Linked DNA regions of Zea mays: region 2 is linked to region 1. The links are chromatin contacts, called in public Hi-C maps. All regions are on one chromosome and are shown on one strand. The core of a region is the stretch at or near the end of the contact, and the rest is flanking DNA. Distances in the headings are between cores, read along the strand shown. Region 1 holds the start of LOC100278717. Region 2 has its middle 5.6 kb from the start of LOC109940152.

Region 1 (3,807 bases), core at 814-3,313:
ATCGATTACTTAAAATTTTCTATAGAGTGGTATCCTCTATGTAATTTTGGAGAAAAATAAGTATAAGGTTGAATCTTATGTTTTTATTCCTTTTGTGTTTTGTATTTCTATGTGTTTTTCAATGTGGTCGGCTCCTCCGGCTACCAGCAGCTTGCAAAAAGCAGCCAGCCAAGCTCATCTATAATAAAATTGTAGCTACAGCCAGCCACAAAGAAGAGCAGCCGAAATCCATTTTTATGGCTTTCATGTGTTATAAATTCATGTATAATTAAGATATTATGGAAATTTTAAACCTATGATTTTCTTTTTATGTATTTTGTTAATCCTATGTGTTATAAATTCATAGCCATCACGTTGTATACAAATATCACCGCACAAATCACCGAAGTAGTTATGTACATAATTATCGACGCATTGAATGGAATGCCTACGATAGTCCAAGCGTAATGATTCACAATCTAAATGTTTTTCTCATAATAAATTGAGGCTCTTAACTAATTGAATACGAATAGAGTCTTGTCGTAATTCGATTCGATTCCTAAATCATCGCTAAATAATCCAATTTCAAAGGGCTTGATATGCAAATTACTGACACGGCAGTATAGTTTATAGTTTATATTAGAAACTTCTAATTACGTCGCCTTTGATCTGGTTGCGGTGCGATCGACCAACCTACGTTAGCTTCTGACAATAATTTCATCACAGCGGGCGCTGTAGTCGATGAACGCGAGGCGATGGGCTGTGGATTGCAACATTATTAACGCCGGTGTGATTTGTTTAGGTGCCATGATTACCTTGGCTCGTATATGCTTTACAGTCAGCAACGTGTCATCATTTTTCTCCCATTGTTAAACTTATCCTAAGCATGTGCATGTCCCGTCTTTGAATCAATGCAACGGCTAGGCTTGAATTGACATGCCTCTTTCTACAACGTATCAGGTGCAAATGAATTAACTGATAGGTACAAATCGTGCAACTGATAGGTCAAAATAACCTTTTTACCATTTATGTACTAAGTTTCAAAACAATCGTTTCATCTCATCTGATATATTTTTTTTAAAAAAAGACTTTACATCTATATTCTTGTGTATTGCTGGACGATTTATATCAATAGACTAGCTTGCTGTTTTTTAATGAGTTGACATGTTTTTTTTGGGGGACAATGCTATGTATGCACGAGTCTTCCTGGCAGTTTAGAATCTGATAGAAAATGTGGTTACATTCAATCTCCATGGACGAATCCATAAATCTGCACTTGCACAAAACCAACTTTGAAACATCAGCCATTTTTCTTTTTCTTTTTCCCCCCAAAAAAGAGTATCTGCACGAAAAGGAGTCCTTGGATGGGCCGTATCTTCACCGATGACCACTGGGCCGGTCCAGCAAAAAAGGCACGCTAAAGCCACCAGTCAAGCTGGATCATGTACTCTACTAACTGGGCTGCAGAGCATCTCACCCGATCTCTAATTATTGAGGAAAAAAGCTCCAATTCTTTCTCATCAATCGTAGTCACCCTATTTTTTCTCCCTGAGCTACAAAAATCCCAATTTTTTAAATTAGTTTGTTTTACACACCTTTGATAATTCCGATGATAGGTTTACTGAATTAGCGCCACGTCAGAGGAGTAAAGCTGGACAAAGTTGAAAGCTCAATAGATAATTATACTAAAAATAATGTAATCGATAATATACAAATAAATCGTAAAAACAAATTTCAAAAAACAAAATCTACATGTTTCTACATGCATAAATAACGCATGTAAAAATCTACATGGAAAGAGAAGCAAGCATTCAACTCCGTCTCCAACCGGGCCGTGTGTTCGTGGGAACAGAAGTGCAGCGGGCCGGTGGGGCCCTGCCGTCAGCGCCGCGCGGAAAGCAGTGGGCTCCCGCCATTTCCCCCGCGCCCATTCACACGATGCGGCTTTCCCTCCCGCGCCCGCCCGATCATCCAATTTCCCCTCGAGCATTTTACCGCCATTTTCTTGGCGCCAAACTCGCCTATCCTTTCCCGCCGCGCTTCCTCTTCTCCTATAAACTCCCTCACGATTCCTCTCTCCTCCACAGACCACGCCACGTTCGCAATTACAGAGATCTAGAGAGAGAGAGAGAGAGAGGGCAGATCTACGCTAGAGCGACAGAGCCACAACTAACCGAGAGGGACAGTCCAGTATGGTGGTGGCGCTCGGGCCCGGCCGGTTCTACGGCAGCGGCCTGCCGAGGCCGCGCTTCTTCCCGGGCGACCGCGTGGACCCGCCGGCGTCCGTCACCGACCCGCTGCTCGAGTGGGCGCGCGAAGCGCACTGGTCCATGGGCGGCATCAGCGTGAAGCGCCTCCGCCTGCAGGGCCGCATCGAGGGCTCCGTCGACAAGCTCCGCCGCCGCGCGCACCGCGATGCCAGGGTCAAGGCCAAGGCCAAGGCCCGCGCCGCTGGCCACATGCCGGCTTCGCTCGCCGCGCTTGGGTCCGACGACGACGCCTCCAGCGGCGACTCCGAGGACGAGCAGGAGGTGGCGGCGCGGGAGCGGGCCCTGAAGCGTGAGCTTGTCGACGACGACGAGGACTCCGACGGGTCCGGCGAGTCGGAGGAGGACGAGCCCCTCGCGGCCATCGTCACCGCCGCCAAGAAGAGGCGCGCGAGGAAGCTCAGCGACGAGTTCGACCGCATCGCCGCGGAGCAGCAGCAGCAGCTGGTGTTGGAGAGCAAGCAGAAGCCGGGTGCCGCGACGCCGGCGACGACGTCAACAAAGAGGAAGGCTACCGTGCCGAGGGCTTCGCCAAAGAGGAAGGCTTCTGTACCCGCTGCTGGGGCGCCGGCGAGGTTGTCGCCAAAGAGGAAGGCTGCTGCAACAGCCGCGGCGCCCTTGTCGGCGGCTGGGTCAAGGAGGACCTCGCCGAGGAATAAGCACTGAGTGGTGGTCGCCGTATGTGCTGCTCTAGTTCCTGATCTGTTTCTTGGCGATCGTGGAGTCCTGAAAATGTATTGTGTGGTTGGGTGTCTACTGCTGGATTGAAACGATGATGAAATGGAATCGAATTGATGGTTATATCTGAAATGGGAGTCGAATTGATGGATATCTTTGTGTAATCCTTTGAATTTTATGAACATATTGCATTTTGGGACTGTCATATTTCTCAAGTTTAAACCATCTATGCTATGTTATGTTTGGATACCACAGTCCCCTTAAATTCATGTGTATTGAAGTGAATAAAGTATCTAAACAAGCCCCTAAGGGCTTTGGTTAGTGGGGGACTGCAGGAGATTAAATTGTTTTATATTCAAAATTAAATATAAGAAAATCCCCTCTAATCTTCCTCACTCCACCTTACCTGAAACTCATGCTTGGCCAGCTTGGGAAGACGCTCTCATGTCTGAGGTGCTAGTTTGCTACAGTGACACAACTATGGCTTCAAGCACATACATACCATACAATACTGGGGTCATGATGAAATGTGGTTGTTTCTATCTCTGAAACAACCTTGAAATGAAAGTTGTTCCTGCTCTTTGTTATATGTGGTGCTGTCTTTGTATACTGAAACTTGGGTCAACCATAATGTAGTTCATGTTCTAATACCCAAGAGGCCAAGATGCTACCACCCTTTTTGGGCTCCATTTCATACTGTAATTAGTTCAAGATACAAGTCAAAGGAAGTAAACTGTAATCCCTGATCCCTTTGCTTGTTGGTATTAATATACATTAAACTTGTGATAACAAGGAAAGAATGGTGATACATTTAGGCCAGCACTTAATTCTTGCTGCCCTGCTGGACTGTACGTATTTGTATCAAGGACCATTTCAAGCCTAA
Region 2 (3,807 bases), core at 654-3,153, 500 kb before region 1:
CTACTGGCCTTGCCCCTTTCGGATAAGGTAGTCTTCCACTAGCTTTCCTAATTAGTCAGCCAAGGGCGTCCTATTCCACCCTTGTGGGGGCACGTGTTTCTCAAGTTAAGATCCATGTTCCAATTAAAATAATGTAATAATCTTGACATGACCAAATGATTCAGAGGTAAACAAGGTAAAAAGGATAAACAGACTAGGGTGACCTATTGGGTCCCATCAAAATTAAACCTATGTATTGAATAGTGATAATAAAGAACATTATTGGGTAATAAATGTGGTCAAGGGCACAACTTGCCTTCAATGAGCTCCTGCTCAGCAACTTCTATATACTGAACACCAGAATCCTCAGCCACTAGCTCTTCTACTCGCCACAATACAAACATGCATAATATAAAGAGGAAAGTAACATCACACCAAACATGTAAAAAAATACATAATTATAATCTACACATTAAAATAATATCATAGGAATAGGAATCATTAATTTTGGAGTTATAGATTTTAAGTTATGAATTTCCAAAGATTCTATGTGTTTTGTACAAGATTAAATAGGATATAAATTTTAATTTGACTTTCATGTCAAAATAGTGGTACTAACTGATAAACAATAATATTACAAAATTATAGGAATTGGAATGGATTAATTTGGACTTCATATGAATTTTCTATGAATGAAACAAATTCTAGCATTTATTTTTGCATTAAAAATCATTTTCTAATTCCATTTATCTGATTTCCTAACTTCCTGGACTAGGCGCACTAATACAGAGAAGTTCAGGGGTCCCGATGTATGTTTTCCTAAGACTCAGTTTACCCACGCAGTGGACGTGGGTTTATTTAGTAAAAAACTAGGGTCTTATTCGCAAAATGAACGGACGAAGGGGTATTGCGCGATCTTGGCCGTTTGATTGAAACTGAGGGCCACGATTAAATCTGGCCGCGTTCGAATCGGTACGCAACCCGAGCCCAGGCTCCAAGATCTATGTCCTGAATTTAGTGTGACTGTGATCAATCCTATGCCTGTGGATTCCAATCTGGTGGTCCCATTTTAATGAGTCGAACCGGTACATCTCCCTTCTAATCTCATTCGTCTATCTACGGATCGACAGCCACCACAACTTCTTCCCCCCGTCGCCCCGCACAGCAGTCGCACCAAACCGCCCCACACGACGGAGGCTCGCCGGAGCGGCGGCCACGCTCCGCCACGGCGCCCGAACTCCGAAATGAACTACTCCTACTCGCACCACGTGAGGTAGCGACCGTAATTAGGTCGTTCCGACGCCAAATCGTCGCGGTAAGGAATCTACCCATGGTATCTAGTGACCCACGGTGGATCTGCGAAGGCCGGCGAGGCATTCCGCCCAAACTACAGCGGCACGACTCCAATTATAAGGTGATCTACCATTCTGACTACGCGATGAACCAAAAAAAACTATCACATACCGGTGCTCACGCTGTGGGAGGTCTGGACACGGCGCGGATTGAGTTGGCGGCGAGGGCGTGACTCCGACGAGTAATTAGAGCGGCGCTGGTGACGAATTCCAAGTGGCACGGCCACCACCTCCCTTCTTCGGTCTTGCAGAGGACGTTGGGCGCAATACCAAAGGCTTGGGTGCCGTCGACTTCGGAGTTTCCTCGCGGTGGCTCCACTCTCCTTCTCCGCCCTTCTCTGGTCGCGAGGCGTCTGGGTGGGTAGAGAGGGAAAGTGAGGGTACGGTGTCCTTTATCTCCCCACGACGTTCGGTAGGTCGATTCCACGAGACTCGTGGTCAGCTGATCCGAGGATCTCGCGCGAGCAGGTGCGCCGCCAGCGCCATACGCGGGGAGTGGGAAGGAAGAGCTACAGTGGTACCGGGCCCACGCGCCAGTGTGTTGCAGCAACCGTGCCGCAAGCAGTCGTGTGGTGGCTGGTAGGTGGGCCACCCTTGTCGGCGCCGGTACGTAGAGAGCGGGAGTTGGGCCGTGCGCAGGGGAAAAAGGAAAGGCCAAGTGGGCCAAAACGCGGGTGGCGGCCCAGTTAGGTTTCTTTTCCCTTTTTCTTTTGTATTCCTTCTTTTCTTTTCCATTTTTTGATTTCCAATTTTAATTCAACTTTAGGTGTGAGATTCATACTTGAGTTAACCGCTCACATTCAAATATCAGTAGGAATAAAATATTTTATTTATATATTTATTTTCTCTATTTTATACAATATTTTCTTTCTCTTTTTTTATTCCAAAATTGTACCTTTGGGTTAAATCCCAATTCTCATCTCATTATTTTATTCTCATATTATTTTTTTAATTTACATAATTCAAATTCCAATATGAGATAAAGTTTAAGAACTCAACTTTAATACCCACTTAAAATCAATCATGGTGTATTAGACCTCTATTTATTCTAATTAATTCATTTGTTTCATAAATGTTTGAAATATGAGACACACTCATATAGTTCCTTTCTTCTTGGGAAAATGGTATTTTGATTACGGGATATGAGTTTAAAGTTACTTTAAAATTAAATATTCATGTAACTAAATGCTTATGGTGCATCATTTAATGAAATGCATAATCATTTAGTTGAATAGAAAGTTTTTCTATTACTTTTCTAAAATAATTCTTGGTTTCCAAAATTCAGTTCTCAATTTTCAACGCTCAAGTATAATTTGAGATCACTGAATTTTCTATTTTATTCCTTCATATATTTATTTTATTATTATTCTTTTTTTCTTATACAAATTTTGGCCTTACAAATCCTAGCCCATTAACAGAAATCTCGTCCTCGAGGTTTGTAAGAAATGGGTGTATAACTATGTTATCTCAAAACATATGCACAAACAAAATCTCAGCATGATGCATAATTTATTAGCAACACATGGGGTCAATTAGACCTTATTATTCCTCCTAACATAGTATCGTACCAACTACTAACTAAAATAACACTTGGATCTTACAAATAGTAGTATATATATGTGTGTGTGTTTATGTAGCTTGGTGGAGCTGGTGGTGGTGGTGGAGGTAGTGGGCGTTGTTCTTGTTGTTGTCTTTCCAACCATGCTTGCCTCATTTCTTGACGTATCTCCAGCCGGTCCTGACGTATTTCTTGGCGTTCTTGCCTTATCTGATTTTGCATTTCGGTAACCATGTTTGCCATTTGTTGTGTTACCATCATTTGGGCAGCAACCACTTGATCGATTCCAACCGGTGGAGGATCTAAAGGATTCATTTCTGTTTGATGTTGCTTGATAATCTTCCCTTCCTGGTATTGACCATAAGAGTTAGAAGCATATGGTAGGATAGTTTTGCAATGGAAAGTATTTGGTAAGCAAAATGAATAGGTTAGTAGCTATTTATGACTGAAGATTCTTTAGCAGGGCTTAATCTGTTTTATGTCCAGATTGGGGTAACTAGTCGTATAAGGTGAATTTCCAAAGGTAAGATAGAATCTGTCAAGATGAGATATATATTAGTGAGATAGACTACGTGATGTAGGTCAAAATCTTGTTTGATGTTAGGTGGGGATTGTCAGATTATGCAATTCGTGACTCTATTGGTTGAGTTAAATCTTTTTGCTCTTGATTGAGTTGGTCTAATGTGCTAAGTTAAGTTAACACCTGGCTAGAAGGATCCAAGTACCACTAATCTGTTTAAGTAGACCACATTAGTTTAGATCACATTTGATTCTATAATCCTATTTAGGAATATCATTTAGTTAAGCATATCAAGCTGACTTTATCTTTATGAAATTCTAGTATTTTTTTCTAAGTGGAACTTCCAATTAGTATTTTTTTATACACCTAGAATTTTATCATGCCATTAGTAGGTGTGG

The links. A called contact is a pair of places that touch in the nucleus more often than the background predicts.
Region 2: a Hi-C map of endosperm shows a contact between it and region 1, with 2.8 times the contacts expected there. The contact joins the enhancer-like site here to the promoter of LOC100278717 in region 1. A contact is called at or near these places in 6 of 25 Hi-C or Micro-C datasets (bundle sheath, ear, endosperm and 2 more) and 1 of 3 datasets of contacts at active chromatin or transcription factors (leaf).

What each region holds. Positions count from the first base shown.
Region 1 is chr6:69,490,169-69,493,975 of Zm-B73-REFERENCE-NAM-5.0, reverse strand. LOC100278717 reads left to right here and starts at 2,063. Exons shown (of 1, transcript NM_001151902.2): 1 at 2,063-3,051. The coding sequence starts at 2,172. The coding sequence ends at 2,912. It overlaps LOC103629392 (protein CYCLOPS), which reads right to left. Exons shown (of 10, transcript XM_023300342.2): 10 at 3,590-3,807.
Region 2 is chr6:69,989,292-69,993,098 of Zm-B73-REFERENCE-NAM-5.0, reverse strand. No RefSeq gene overlaps it. Among protein-coding and RNA genes, the nearest start is that of LOC109940152, 5.6 kb to the left of the region's middle. Within about 2 kb of position 1,903, at least 19 of the 20 cell types and tissues checked have an H3K27ac peak or open chromatin away from gene starts, as enhancers often do. A contact at or near this core is called in bundle sheath, ear, endosperm and 2 more, where this site is marked.